Regions from separate parts of the Mus musculus genome. Here regions 2 and 3 are each linked to region 1. Evidence: chromatin contacts called from public HiChIP or PLAC-seq and capture Hi-C data. All regions are on one chromosome and are shown on one strand. Each heading gives the region's core, a stretch centred on a gene start, on an enhancer-like site or on the middle of the called end of the contact. The rest is flanking DNA. Distances are from core to core; before and after follow the strand shown. Region 1 holds the start of Sema3f (sema domain, immunoglobulin domain (Ig), short basic domain, secreted, (semaphorin) 3F). Region 2 holds the start of Impdh2 (inosine monophosphate dehydrogenase 2). Region 3 holds the start of Usp4 (ubiquitin specific peptidase 4 (proto-oncogene)).

Evidence for each region. HiChIP or PLAC-seq counts read pairs in DNA pulled down with a chosen protein or histone mark. Capture Hi-C pulls out chosen DNA fragments and counts their contacts.
Region 2: a contact with region 1 is called in a capture Hi-C map of macrophages, with 3 times the contacts expected there. The contact joins the promoter of Impdh2 here to the promoter of Sema3f in region 1. A contact is called at or near these places in 2 of 39 promoter capture datasets (cranial neural crest and embryonic stem cells) and 2 of 9 other capture datasets (liver and macrophages).
Region 3: a contact with region 1 is called in a FOXA1 HiChIP or PLAC-seq map of pancreatic cancer cells. The contact joins the promoter of Usp4 here to the promoter of Sema3f in region 1. A contact is called at or near these places in 2 of 115 datasets of contacts at active chromatin or transcription factors (large pre-B cells and pancreatic cancer cells).

The regions. Positions count from the first base shown.
Region 1 is chr9:107,707,975-107,712,994 of GRCm38.p6, reverse strand. Sema3f (sema domain, immunoglobulin domain (Ig), short basic domain, secreted, (semaphorin) 3F) reads left to right here and starts at 3,033. Exons shown (of 18, transcript NM_001379496.1): 1 at 3,033-3,577.
Region 2 is chr9:108,557,951-108,562,970 of GRCm38.p6, reverse strand. Impdh2 (inosine monophosphate dehydrogenase 2) reads right to left here and starts at 2,535. Exons shown (of 14, transcript NM_011830.5): 1 at 2,340-2,535; 2 at 1,889-1,937; 3 at 1,273-1,374; 4 at 1,114-1,188; 5 at 591-797; 6 at 92-179. The coding sequence starts at 2,437. Qrich1 (glutamine-rich 1) reads right to left here. Exons shown (of 10, transcript NM_175143.5): 10 at 2,804-3,725. The coding sequence ends at 3,533.
Region 3 is chr9:108,345,707-108,350,726 of GRCm38.p6, reverse strand. It overlaps Usp4 (ubiquitin specific peptidase 4 (proto-oncogene)), which reads right to left and starts at 2,896. Exons shown (of 22, transcript NM_011678.2): 1 at 2,709-2,896. The coding sequence starts at 2,809.

The sequences.
Region 1 (5,020 bases), core at 1,784-4,283:
CCTCAGACTCTGACGCATTGGGATTATAGGATAGGCATGTGCTTCTGTGACCAGCTTAGTACTTGGGTATTGGGGGCTTTTTGTTTTCTCCTTTTCCTCTTCCTCCTTTTCCTTTAGGATTTTTGAAAGAGTCTCATGTAGCTCAGGTTAGCCTTCAACTTGCTATGTAGCTGAGGATGACCACAAATTGCAGATTATCCTGCCTCTACCTCCGAACTGCTCGGATTGTAGATGTATGCCACCATGCTTATAATTAAAAAAAAATTTTTTTTTTATGGGCTGGAGAGATGGTTCAGTGGTTAAGAGCACCGGCTGCTCTTCCAGAGTCCTGAGTTCAATTCCCAGCAACTACATGGTGGCTCACAACCATCTGTAATGGGGTCTGATGGCCTCTTCTGGTGTGTCTGAAAAGGGCAATGGTATACTCATTGACATAAAATAAACAAATCTTTTTTTTTAAATCTTTTTTTTCAAGATTTATTTATTATATGTAAGTACACTGTAGCTGTCTTCAGGCACACCAGAAGAGGGTGTCAGATCTCATTACGGGTGGTTGTGAGCCACCATGTGGTTGCTGGGATTTGAACTCGGGACCTTCGTAAGAGCAGTCAGTGCTCTTACCCACTGAGCCATCTCGCCAGCCCTAAACAAATCTTTTTAAAAAATGTTTTTTATTCATCCCTCTCCATCCACTTAGAGAGAACCTTAGAGTGACCTTCCACTCTACACACAGTCAGGTTCAATACTTGTTCCTCGCCCCTTTCCCATCATCCCATCACCTGAGGCCTTTGTGTGATAAACTGTTCTGTGTCTGAGCTGTTCCTCACACAAACAGATCAGTTGAGAGCAGTCCTTTCCAGCCCTGAACTTGGAGCTCTGCCACACCCTTACAATTCTGCCTTTGGGACTTTGCTGCTGCTACTGCTACTGGTGACAGAAGAGTTTCAAGGAGACAGGTGGGGGCTGTGGAAGAATGGAGGTCCTAGAAGCCATAGCAGTGGCAGTAACCATTTATGTATTTCAGTGTTTAAGTGCTCTGCCTGCATGTATGCCTGCATGACAGAAGAGGGCATCAGATGTGATTATAGATGGTTGTAGTTGCTGGGAATCGAACTCAGGACCTCTGGAAGAGAAGCAGCACTCTTTCTTAACCGCTGAGCCACTATCTTCCTAGTCCCTGGGATAGCCATGTAATCACAGTGAGGAGTCAGGGTAGGTCTAAGCGGCCCACCGTGTTGGTGTTGGTGTTGGTGCTGTGATGGCGATGGTAACCACAAAGATGTTCCTGGTGAGGATGAGGGAGGCGATTAGCAGTGATTGACTTGGTTCTGGCACTACACACCGAATACATGTGATGCACATGCCAAGCCTATGCTTTATCACGGAGCAATACCCTTAGCTCTGTCAGCATGCATGCATGTTTTGTTTGTCTGAGCAAACTGGATTTTACTGTATAGCCCTGGCTGGTTTAGAATTTGCCATGTAGACCAAACTGGCCTGGAACTCAGAGAAGGGCTTAGATTAAAAGCTAAAGGCATATGCCAGCTCACCTAGCCTCTTTCGAGAGAGACAGGGTTTCTCTGTGTCGCCCTGACTGTCCTGGAACTCACTTTGTAGACCAGGCTGGCCTCGAACTCAGAAATCCACCTGCCTCTGCCTCCCAAGTGCTGGGATTAAAGGTGTGCGCCACCACCGCCCGGCTTTGTTAATGTTTTGAGTGAAGTATGACATTAGGGAGAAGATCAGATCGGTGCTGTCCCTCACTACAGCAGGTAGACATTTCCTCACCTTAAACAGCCAGGCCCTCTTGGAAGCATAGGAAGTACCCCACTTGTGAGTCAGGTGACCCTCAGTAGTATCCCAGCAGCCCTCTGATACCCACCTAATGCACACAGTCAGCCAGCCAGTGGGTCAGAGGAAGAGTGGCTCTTCTGGGAGTTGTAGCCAGGAAAAGGAGAGGATGGAGGAAGAAGAAAAGAGAAATGGAAAAGGAAGACAGGAGGAAAGAGGGGTAGGAAGGGGAGGAAGAAGACAAATGGAGGACTGAGTGGGGAGAGAGCAGAAGGCAGAGAGAAAGAAAGGAGGAAGACAGAAGAGAAGGGAGAGAAGAGGAGGGAATAGGAGATGGAGGACAGGGAGGAAGCAGAGGACAAAGAGGGCCAAAGCCTCCTGGGACCACAGCAAGAGTGTATGGGGAAGGGCTGAGAAGTGGTTCTGGCTGATGAGGCCATGACCTTGGGGGATGGGCTGCTCAGAGGGACCCTTCCTGGGGTCAGGGGAGGCTCTTGCTCAATTGTTGAGATTTGAAAGCAAGTGCCCTTTTCATAGCAGAGGGGTGGGGGGTATGCCTTGAGTCGTCCTCCTGTCATCTGGGTTCTCTGGAATATGGCACTGTAAAGGGAAAGTCTGTGAGGACCGCTGGCTTGAAATGAGACTTACTGGTGTTTGAGGTGATCACTTGGAGCATTTGGCTAGCTGGACAGAGCTAGTGGCTGGGCTGCACCCACTTGACCTACTCTGGAGGTAGCCATCTGTCGGAAGGTCCAGAAGTGCCAACCGTCCCAAGGGCTGCACCGCCACCTGCTGAGAGGCCTGGGCCATCCCAGGTCCTTCGCCGCTGGGCCGTGGCTGGCAGCAAGTAGGAAGGAGGAACGCGGAAGGGGGCGCGCAGGTGAGTGCTAGCTGGTTGCTCCCCTGCGCTCCAGCCCTTCTCACCAGGGAGTTGAATGCCCGGGTAAACACCAGGCGCGATGTGCGCCGTGTATCCACGGAGAGACAAAGCCAGGGCGGGGCGGGGGCGCCGCCCGCGATGCCAGGGCGGGGGTGCAGGGTGCAGAGCAGTCTCCCCTGGCGCGGGTTGCCCACCGCCTGGGAACCCTGAGCCCTGCCCGCGGACAGGTGGAGCGGGGGCGGGGCGGTGGCCGGGAGGGTCCCGCCCCGGAGGTGGGGCCGGGCGGGCCCGGCGGGGCGGGGCCGTGCTATGCAAATGTCGCCCACGGGCGGCCAATTGCCTGCGCTCCGCGCGCGGCTCCGAGCGTCCCGTCCCGCCAGCGGCCTCGAGACCTGAGCAGCTAGGGAACAAACCGCAGCGGTCCAGGGAGCCCCGAGCGCAGCGTAGAGCCAGGGTACGCTTCGAGGACCCGCGCAGCCCCGCTCGGTCTCCGGGCCCTAGTCAGACAGCCAGGCAAGCGCAGCGCCACCCGGCCGAGCCCAGCGCAGCGCTCTGTAGCCTAGCGCGCGCCACCGCCCGCGCCCCGCACCGGGGAATGCGCCCTCGGCGCGCAGGCCAGGGGGCGCCCGCAGCCCGCCCCGGGGGAGGCGGCCCCGAGCGCCCCTGAGCCTTTCCATGGCCCGGGCTAGGGCCCGGGGCCTCGGCTGCTGACGTGCACGAAGCCAGGGGACCCAGTGAAGCCGAGTCCGCGGTGCGGATCCCGGCTCAGGCTAAGAGACAAGAGGGCGCGGACAGGGCCGTGGCCCGGGGGGGGGGCAGCTAAAGCGGACCGGCCGGACGCGAACCTCTCCGCTGCTGCGGCGGCCACCGCTGCCCGGGCGCCCAGGCCCCGCCGCCGTGGACGAGGTGAGTACGGAGAGAACACGACCTCCCGACCCCACTAGGATCCGCGGCACTGCAACTCCTTAGAAGTGCGCGAGGTCTGGCGAACCGTGGCACACTGTCTGCGGGTACCAGGCGACAGAACTAGGATGTGCTTCATACCTGTCCCGGCGTCCTGAACCTCCCCGGTTCCCGGGCGCTGTAAAGATGTGTGTGTGACTAGGTGATGTGGCCTGCGGGATCACTGGTGTGTGAATTAACTTTTTCCACCCCCGCAAGGTTTTGGGTGGGTACCCTTACCCTCGTTGAGTGGGAGTTCGGATCCTTCTGTTTTAGTCCTCTGCTGACGCCTGCACTCTTTCCCAAACGGCGCGTTTGCACTGCCACAGTGTCTCTAATCTGAAGACCAGGTCAGCCCCAGGGGAAGGTCTAAATTGGAAGCCCCCACGTGGAGGGTCGCCCGGAACCGCAAGACAAGGGGATCTGTTTCCAAATGGGCTTTTCTTTCAGCCATTTGCCGATCTCCTGGCCCCCAGCTGCCTCTCGGTCCTTCTCCGGTTCAGGGGTCTCGGTGTAAGTGAGGTGTTGTTAAGTTGGAAGAGCCTGGGGTCAAGCCCCAGTTTGAACCACGGACCCTAGTGGTGAAGTGGGCAAGGGACCATGGGGGGTGGCGGGTTGTCTAGAGCAGGTGAGGTAAGGAAAGTGTCAAGATGAAGAGTCCTTTGGAACTAAGGCTGGGGTCCCAGCCGGACCTATAACTCCTCATTCTTGAAATAGGTGCATTTTGCCACCAGACCATTAACATCTGGGGAGAGGACAGACTGAAGCCTCCCTGTGTCCACCGTGGAGCTGGGCCAGGTAGAAGGAGTCCTGTTTCCCCGAATTCACTCTTTCTCCAGTACCCGCTACCCTAGTTACAGATAGGGGAAAACTGGGCCCGGGGGTGGGATGGAGCCGGGGCTGCTTCTCCAGCTGCTCAGGGGGTGTGCCTGGACGCAGTGGACTATCTTGTCTGGGCCAAGCAAGAATGCAGTCAGATCTACCCCCACTGTTCCCCCGTAGTTCCAAAGGAGCCAGGCCCGGAAGTAGGAAGGTGGGGGGTTGGAGAGGCCAGAAGCCCAGCCTCAGCCCCCGCTACTCTGCGTACCTTGGGGGTGGGGATGGAGCCTGGCCCAGGTGACCTTGACTGGGAAACCCTGGCCACAAAAGGGGGTTTCGGTCCCAGCAGATCTGCTTCCTGGTCTATGAGGTGTTGGGGGAGGGGGAAGCTAAGGCTCCAGGAAGGAGTCTTGGGGTGTGTGTTGGGGGGGTGTTAGCTGATGAGCTGGTGGGGTGCTGTTAGTAATTTCCTCCGTGTTCCTCCACAGCCCTGTTCTTGCCTTGCCTCCCTTCAATTGAGGCAGTTCTCTGCTAGAGGAGCCAACCTTCCTCTGCTAAGACAGGCTCCCCCTGACACACACATACACG
Region 2 (5,020 bases), core at 1,286-3,785, 850 kb before region 1:
ACTACACAGAGAAACCCTGTCTCGAAAAACCAAAATAATAATAAAAATAAAATAATTTGAGCCCCTTTCCACCTTGTAGGCCAGGCCTCACCCTTTTTACTTCGCTGCAGAATCTCATTTGCCTCTTTCAGAGTGACGCCGGCAGGGGCGACCACCAAATCTTCCCTCTTAGTCATGATCTAGGATGAGTCAAGAGGCAAAGGCCAGTCAGACCAGGACCCTCCTTTACCCATAGGTCAAACTATACTATCAAAAGACCACCACGATCACATACATGACCAGAGCCGCCCCTCCTGAGAGGCAGCCAGTAGTTATGGAGAACACAGCAGCAGGAGCAGCCTCTCTAGAGAGGACCACACAAGAGCATGGCGAAGAAAGGAAGCACAAACGTTACAGACATGTAGACAGCAGAGGCACAGCAGGAAGAAGGGATGGATGCAGGGATCACATGAAGTAGTAAGAAACATAGCTGAGCATTTTCCTTGGACAGGAAATGAGACTGTCAGCAGTGTCATAGAAGTAAAAAGAAACTGCATGCTTCCTCCAGTCTGGGCTTAGACCTTAGTTTCTCCTCAGCCAGTGGCACCCACCTCTTCCAAGAACCGGTCATGCTCTTCCTCCTTGAGGAAATCAATGTCCCTTGAGGAGATGATGCCCACCAATCGACTCCCCATCCGGCCTGTATCTGTGATGGGGATACCACAGAAGCCATGCCTGGCTTTGGCCTCAAAAACATCGCGTACACGATCCTTGGGGCTAAGGACCACGGGGTCAGTGATGAATCCCTGTTCGTATTTCTGGAAGGAATGGTGAGAAGGTCACTGTATCTTTGATATCACTGTCATCAGGCCCCTGTTCTAAAGGATGAGGTCCATGCCTAAGTGTCCTGTATAGCAGAGCCACGGAAACAAATGAAATGAAATGCTCAAACATGGACATAGGGGGTCTGGAAGCACCGTGCGTGCTCTAGCTAAGAAATGGGGTCTTGGGTCTTCCTCCTCAGTAGCTGAAGCTCACAGCAGGAGAAAGGACGCTTAGCAAAACAAACCCTCCACTTCCACCCCACGCCTCTAATTCCCAGCAACTCTTGGCCATGATGCTTGGCCTTCTAACCTTCACTTTCCGAACTTCATTGGCCTGGAATTCAGGTGTGCAGTTGTGGTGGATGAAACCAATACCTCCTGTAAGCTACAAGACGAACACACAAGTAAGTGATAAAACAGAAACACAATCTTTGGCTATAAGATGGCACCCATGGCGCTCAAGCCTTACCGCCATCGCGATGGCCATTCCAGCCTCTGTGACAGTGTCCATGGGTGAGGAAACCAATGGGGTCTTTAGTGTAATCTTCTTAGTTAGAGCAGACGTCAAGTCCTGAGGAGAAAAAGGACCAGCAAAGGAAAATACAGCTTATTCCTCAGGGTCCATCCCAGGAGCCCTGGGTGAGCTGCCATGTTCACCACAAAGCCTAGCCTGGTGCAGTAAGCTCACAGTAACGAACAGCAGCATCTTACCCCTCCTAGATATTTACCAATCCAGTTCCTAGAGTGGGTACAGGGGCACATGCCTACTGTAATAACAGTACCCACTCAGAAACAAGACTGAGCGTTGACACTAATAATTAGGGTCAACAAAACCACTTCTGGAACAGCCAAAGTAATGTAGGCAGGCTGTCTCAAAAACAAAATAGAGCCAGGCAGAAGTAGCGCACGCCTTTAATCCCAGCACTTGGGAGGCAGAGGCAGGCGGATTTCTGAGTTCAAGGCCAGCCTGGTCTACAGAGTGAGTTCCAGGACAGCCAGGGCTATACAGAGAAACCCTGTCTCAGAAAAAAAAAAAAAAAAAAAAGGAACCCCCCAAACCAAAAATCCAGTGCCTTATTACTCACCACCTGATCTGCAGTGAAGTCGATATACCCAGGAAGAATGAGAAAATCACTGTAGGAGGGAAATAAGCAGGTCTCTCAGGCTTGTGACACCAAGAAACTTCAACTCCATATATCATCCCATAAAACTCTTGAGCAGGGAGTTGTACCAGCAAGTGTGACACAGGCAAAATGTCACTGGGTGGATGCCACCGAGGTGTCATTAGTGCACGCTAACATATTCCACATATCCAGAGAACTGTGTCTCACGACTCAAGTATTAAATACTATTGAAATCACCCTCTAAACCCCTGCCCCTGCTTCACATATGTCGAAGTTAGTCTTCGGCGATAAGGAATTCCCGGATTCTGTTCCCCATCCGCTCCCACCAGTTTCAATGAAGCCCTCCCTCATCCGGCCTTCTCGCCAGCGTGCGGCCCCTCGCCTCGCCCCGATGGGTGCCCTAGACCCGCACTTGTAGGTGAGGCCGTCCCCGCAGTTGAAGAGCTGCTGCGCTGTGAGCCCGTCGTCCGGCACGTAAGAGGTGCCTCCGCTAATCAGGTAGTCCGCCATGACCACGGAGGAAGACAGACGCGTGGCTCCGAGAACCGCGCCGCTCCGAGGACCGCGCCGCAGAGGCCTCTGCCGTCCGGACCGCGCCAATATAAACTAGATTATTCCGTCACACGTTGCGTGCGTCGATGACGCCAGGCGTAGGGCGTGCGTACTGAGGGCCACGCCCCGTATAGAGGCGGAGCTGGCAGAGCTGGGTAACCACGTGCTTATCGAGCTCACAGGCCCAAGGCCAAAGGCCTGTTTCCTGTCCCACCCCTCCCCGCATCCCACCACAGCAGGATCCAGGCCCATTCAATTAAGTTTTGTTTCCACTCCCCCGCCCCCGCAGAGCTCCTCCCCCAAATAAAGACACGTTCTCCAGTAGCTTGTTGAAAAGACGTGCTTGTCATTCTTAATAAACAACTAGAATAAGAATACATAAGAGAAAGAGTGGTATCTTTATATGATACACAAGTGTATGTTACAAGAATTCCATCAGGCACAGGAGCCTCATTTTTAAGGCCTCAATGTTAGGCCAAAAAAAAAAAAAAGCGCATGGTAAAGTTTTTACTTTAACTTTTATGTCACTTGTCATAAAGAAGGGTGTAATAGAAATTGTCTGGATAAAAATCATAATTGAAGTTCCCCTTATTCTTCTTCCATCAAGATGTTAAGTTTATGTCTGAGCATTACAAAAAAAAAAAACAAAAAACAAAAAACAAATGTGGCTCTGAGTGGTCAGTAAAGTTTGCCGATTCCGAGTGACAGGCTGATGCATCAGCAGCTCCATCTTCCCTGAGGAAGGGAAGGGTCTGTATCTCTCCATACAGTCCAAGTTCCTTTCCCCACGCCCCAGACAAAAGAAAAAAAGAGAAAAGAAAAAGCCAACCACTTCCTAGGACACCAGGTTCTCAGAAAACCCAGATCCCTATGAACCAGGGGTCTGCCCATTTTATGAAGATGCAAAGAGGGCAATATCGTCTTTTACATTTTGAACAGAAGTAGCCTGAAAAGCATCATAACTACAAATTAAAAAAAAATGTGGAGGCCTCTCCTTTAGTGTGAAAGTCTGTCTGGTTTTTCCTGGATCTTTTTTCCTATAGCTGAGGCACCTCAGTGCATGGTGGTTGCATTGGCCACGGCAATGGCTTCTTGGATTTCTCGTATAACCAGGATCCGGGTCAGCATCTGTCCCATCTGTTCTCTGCTGATAGGCTGGACTGAGTACCAGATTGGGCTGTTGGGAGCTACAACTGGCTCAGGTGTCAGGTAAAAGGTGTCATTTCGGCCTTTCACACTCTGAGGGCTGAAGAAGAATTTCAGTAAGTAATAGCATAATTCTAACCCTTCCTGTTTGAGCCTCCCAAACAATTTCAGGTTGAACTACTTAAATCTATCTATATCCCATTGGCAGCAGATAAGCATCTAGAAGACCTAGCTCCAGCTGTTTACCCACATTGTTTTTAACTCAGCAGCAAAGGCCAATAACCACCTTCTCTGGGCTCAGTACCTCTTCAGTACTCAGTACCTCTTCAGTACTCAGCGTGCTCCAACAGTCTCACAGCCATTCCCTCATCCACTCAAAATTTAAGGAACATGTGTCAGCTTTATATTAGGTACAGATGTTAATTAAGTGGGCAGGGTTCCTGACATGTTATAAAAATATGTAAGAACTGATACTAGGTAAGAGCGACAGAGGAAATAGCTGAGGACAAAGGTAGGCGATCTAAATATGCTTTATTGGAGCTGCTAGTAATGTCCAGAAAAGGGAAAACTCTTGGATGTAAAGTATGGTTATGGGCTTTTCAAGCAGCAGACATGAAATAGCAATGCAAGTGCATTGGGAAATTGTTCATCACTTATAGAAGAGTGACGAACTCACTGAAGGTTTTATTCTAATGAAAGTACAAAGACCCATAGCCACAAAAGCTGTTCTGACATTGATAGGAAGAGGATGTACCAACCTGCTATGACAAGAATACAATCAGAAACCTAAAGGAACCCCAACACCCCTATGCTGATGGCACCAGCAATAAACTTTGAGCCAGTGACAATGTCCACCGTGTGATTTTAAAAGAAAAAAGCTGCTCTTGCTTCTCTCTTGCCCTCTTGGGCTATTCCCTTCCCCCTCTCTTCCCTATTCCCTTCCCCCCTTCTCTCCACATGCTCATGGCTGGCCTCTACTTCTCTATTCTCTCCCCCTCTCTGCCTTTTCTGCCACTACTATCCTCTTGACTCCCCCCCTTTGCCCTTAATAAACTCTATTCTATACTATAAAAAAGAAAGAAAGTAAAGAAAAAAGCCTTTGTACCTGTATACCCTCTGTGAAGTTACGTCAGAGCCTGCTGTGGTGATGCACACTTTTAACCTCAGTACTGTCTGTCAAAGGCAGACAGATCTCTTGTGTGAGGCCAGCCTAGTTACAGAATGATTTATAGGCCACCCAAAGCTACATAGAAGAAACAATGTCTCAAAAGAAGTGGCTAGTGGAGTTCATGATCCATTTATACTATAGTGTTGTGTATATGACACTTTTTGGCTAGGTGTGGTGGGAGAGACCATTACTCTGAGCACTCAAGAGGCAGAGGGAGGTAGACAGTG
Region 3 (5,020 bases), core at 1,647-4,146, 640 kb before region 1:
GGAGCTTTTCAAGATAGGGTTTCTCTGTGTAGCCCTGGCTGTCCTAGAACTTGCTCTGTAGACCAGGCTAACCTCAAATGCAGAGATCTGCCTGCCACTGCCTCCTGAGTGCTGGTACTAGAAGTGTGCATTACCGCCACTGTCGACTAAAATCACACTCCTAATATCAAGAACAGAAGTTAGCCCCACATGGCAGAGAGGGCCTAATCTATGCCAGGTATTCACTAAGAAAAATGACTGCTAAGAGAATAAGTAGAGGAAGTTTGTGGTGACCCACATCTATGATTCCAGCATCTGTGAGGTCCAGGCAAAAAGGTCAATCTACCCTGCACAGTAAGCTTGAGGTTCCCTCCCTTGGGCTACAAGAGACCCTATCTGTAAAAGACAAAACAAAGCTACACATGCTAGCACATGCTGGCCTTTACATCCCAGCACTCAGGAGGCATAGACACTTGGATGTCTATGAGTTCCAGTCCAGCTTGGTCTACATAGGGAATTCCAGACCAGTCAAGGTTACCTAATATGACCACGTCTGAAAAAAAATGAACAAGGGACTGGAAAGATAATTCAGAGGTTAAGAGAGTCTTGTGCTCTGCCAAAGGACTCAAGTTTGGTTCCTAGCACCCATGTATGGTATGCACAACTCTAGCTCCAGGAAATCCAACAGCCTCTTCTATTCTGCATAGGCATCTGCATGCATAGCGTGTGCCATACATTCTCATATTCCTCTCCCTCCCCCCCCTCTCTCTCTGCCTGTCTCTTTCTCTCTCACACACAAGACACTGCGATCACTTATCTGTAATCCCAGCACACAGGAGGCAGATGCAGAAGAGTCTGCAAGTCTGTGGCCAGCCTGGCTACATCTCAAGTTCCAAACCAGTAGGGGCCACAGGGAGACCTTGTCTCAGAAACAAACAACCAAAACCATAAACGATTATTGAAAGAATTTTAAAACTAATTAACTTTGGAGATGGCGGGGGGGGGGGGGGAGGTGCACCCTCAGTATGTAGCCCAGGATAGCCTTGAACTAGAGAGATCCACCTGTGTATGCCTCCCAGAGGCTGGGATTAAAGTTGTGTGACACTATGCCTAGTTAGGATTTAATTTATTTCAGTTTTTCGAAACATGGTTTCTCTGTCTGTCCTGTCTGTAGACTGAGCTGGCCTCAAACTCTGAGATCCACCTGCCTCTGCCTCCCAAGCGCTGGGACTAAAGATGTGTGCCACCGCTCCTGGGCTGAGTTTTTCTTTTTAATTATGCTTTGGTTATGTGCCTGAGTTTGAGCATGACTCCCAGTGCCCACGGAGGTCAGGGGAGTTGCTATCCCTGGAGCTGGAGCTTGAGTTACAGATGGCAGGGAGGCACCAAACCCGAGTGCTGGGCCTCAGACTCAGGCACTGCAAGAATAATCTAAGTTCTCAGATGCTGAGCAGTCTCACCAGCCCATGAGCAATCATTTCAAATGGACTCTTTCTACAAGTAAAACTATGTTACTAAGTTATTAATCACATTACCCACCACCATTTTTTTTTTTTTTTTGAGACAAGGCTTTTACTATGTCACTGAGGTTGGCCCTGAAATTTGGCAGCAATACTCCTCCAGGACTAAGACTACAGGCATGAGCATCCAGACCAACCTGAATATTCTTTCTGTGTCATCCCTTTGCAGAATTTCTAAAGTACCTCTCTCTATTTGTCTGGCCTTTCACTGGCTCAATTTAAACACCATAAACTACACCTAGACCACACCCCAAACACATAAGTTCTGTTCTCTTTTTCAGTCCTCATATTGGTCATAATCAATGAGAAACCTACCCTATTATTTGACTCCTACACAGCAGCACCACCCAGGCATTTCTCCCCGACTGGGGAGTACAATCCCTTCTAGTTAACAATCTCTTAAGAGGCCTCATATTTGAATCTGCTCTAGTAAACCTGGAACTTTTTTTTTGGGGGGGGGGTGCTGCTCACTGTATGAGACCAGCCCTGAACCTACAGCAATCCTACAGCCTCTGCTCCTGCAAACCAATAAAGCATATGCCAGCGTGCCTGGCAAAGTCTTGTAACTTTCGATCTTCTATTTTGCTCCAGGAGTCAAGCTCCCCTCCCTTCCCCTCCCCTCCCACTCTTACATCTAACTACTGCTACAATTGTCCCGGACCATCTGACAACTGGCTTCTAGTTTTTGGCTTTGAATCCTGTCCCACGGTTTACAAGTTACAAAGTATCACAGTTTACAAGTTACAAAGTATCCACTTCGGATCCTCTCTCCACGCCAGGAGCGTCCTAAGCCACAAATTGCTACCGAGGTTTTAATTGTTAAGGATCGGAGGTGTGTAAGGGGTGGAAACTTCCCCCACCAAGGTCACCATCAAGCGCCCAAGTCTTCGGTGGTTAAGTGCTTTCCCCCACCTTCCCGCTCCCGCCGACCCCAGCGCGCCCCCTTTTCTATATTCTACACCCCCTGTCCCCGCCGGTCCAAGACTACTGTGAATCCGAATGGACCGGGACAAACCCCACGCCTGTCAGCGCTGTCCCCCAGCTGATCCCGGGGTTTCTTTCATCAGCGGCCGCTGTCAAGCCACTCTTTCAGACTCCAGGCACCGCCCCCGGCCCGCCTCCACCTAAAACTGAGGACAGAGGTCCGGCCTGAGGGCCAGCGAGCCGGCTAGACGCTCTGCGCCGCAGGAGGGCAGGGCGGACGCTCACCACTGCGCCCCACGTTGGAGCGTGGTCCCCATCAAGGCTCCGAGCTCCGTCTTCTGGGTCTCCACATCCGGTCGCTCACGGCTGCCCCGGCCTTCCGCCATCTCGTCCGCCGCCCCGGCCCAGCCGGCCCGGACATCCGCCTAGCGCACGGCGTGCTATGGGCCGCGCCCACGCACGCACGTAACCACGCACGTGCGCGCGCCCGGCACCGCCGTCGACTTTCGCCTCTTCTCCCCGCCCCCACGCGCTGTTAACCCCCCCCCGCCCCCTCCGGAGCCGAAGCGGACAGAAGCAGGCTGGACGCCCAGAGGCGGCGGCCACATCCACCCGTGTCTGAGCGGCTCCTGCGATCTGACTGCTGGCCCGCCCTCGACCCATCAGTCACTCGCTCCATCCTGGCCTGTGAGGTTAGCCTGATGCTAAATCCGTGCAGGAGGAGCCTGCCGCTTGCTTTTCTTGTTTCCACTCGGTTCCATGCGGCTTTCAGCAAGACTGCCTAAATGCGAGATTGAATTTACTGCCTCGGCAGCCCCTGTAGCCAAGTGCACACGGACGCATTGAGATCTGGACTGTCCGGTGTGGTCCAGCCATTAATAGTTGTTTCAAACAAGGGCCGGCGCGATGGCTACGTGGGTGACAACTGGGTTTGATCCCCAGAACCCGTGTAAAAGTGGAAAAAGAAAACTGACTCTTTAAAGTTGTCCTTTGTTCTCGACACAGACACTGTGGCACGCGTTCGCCAAACAGGCACACAATAGTGAAATTTGTTGTTTGTTTGGGACAGGTTTCTTCTAGCTGCTGTCCTGGAGCTGTTTATGTAATCTAGGCTAGTCTCGAATTTAGGCCCATTTGCCCTTTTCTCCAGAGTGCTGGGATTAAAAGCATACATCACCACACCTGCAAAAAACAAAAATAAAGTCATAAATAGACGCAAAAAACAAAGTTGTCTTAAACAACTTTGTATCCTGTCAGCCATCCAGGTCAAGGAGAGAGTAGCAACCACCGAAGCCGACAGAGGTCCAGGCATCTTAATTTTTTCCTGAAACAATGATTCCGTTTTCTTCCGGGCGGTGATGGCACAGGCTTTTAACCCAGCACTCAGGAGGCAGAGGTAGGCAGATCTCTGAATTCGAAGCCAGCCTGGTCTACAGAGAGAATTTTAGGACAACCAAGGCTACAAGAAACCCTGTCTTGAGGAGAAGAAGAAGAAGAAGAAGAAGAAGGAGAAGGAGGAGAAGGAGGAGGAGAAGGAGGAGAAGAAGGAGGAGGAGGAGAAGAAGGAAAAGGAGAAGGAGAAGGAGAAAAGGAGAAGGAGGAGGAGGAGGAGGAGGAGGAGGAGGAGGAGGAGGAGGAGGAGGAGAAGGAGAAGGAGAAGGAGAAGGAGAAGGAGAAGGAGAAGGAGAAGAAGAAGAAGAAGAAGAAGAAGAAGAAGAAGAAGAAGAAGAAGAAGAAAAAGAAAAGATTGCAAGTCTTGAAAATCTTGCTCTGGAACAGGTTTAAAAGCATGGTAGAAAGCCATCTGTGGAGATGCCCGGGCAACTGGTGAGCTTTTGCTTTTCAGGCAAATCCTGTTTTGTTTCGGTTTTTTTTTTTTCGAGACAGGGTTTCTCTGTGTAGCCCTGGCTGTCCTGGAACTCACTCTGTAGACCAGACTGACCTTGAACTCAGAAATCCGCCTGCCTCTGCCTCCTGCTGTGGTTAAAGGTGTGCACCACCACACCTGGCACAAATCCTGTTCTTAACAGTAAGGCAAGTAAAACAGTTTCTTGGCGGATAGGAAAGCATGTCCTTCAAAAAACTAATACAAAACAAACGAACCCCCAATTCCCTCACCTTCCCAGTAGATTAAAAAAAAAAGATACATTTTATTTTATGTGTATGTGTGTGCGCCCTGCATAAATGTATGTGCACCACCTGTATGCAGGCACCCTCAGGCCAGAGAGCATTGTAACCCCGAGAGCAATGGTTCTCAACCTTCCTTATGCTGGGAGTCTTTAATACAGTTCCTCATGTTGTAGTGACCCCCCTACCAAATTATTTTGTTGCTACTTCACAGGTGTAATTTTGCCGGGCAGTGGTGGCACAGGCCTTTGATCCCAGCACTTGGGAGGCAGAGGCAGGTATATTTCTTTTTTTTTTTTTTTTTTTTTTTTTTTTGGTTTTTCGAGACAGAGTTTCTCTGTGTAGCCCTGGCTCTCCTGGAACTCACTTTGTAGACCAGGCTGGCCTCCAACTCAGAAATCTGCCTGCCTCTGCCTCCCGAGTGCTGGGATTAAAGGCATGAGCCACCATGCTGGGCTGGCAGGTGGATT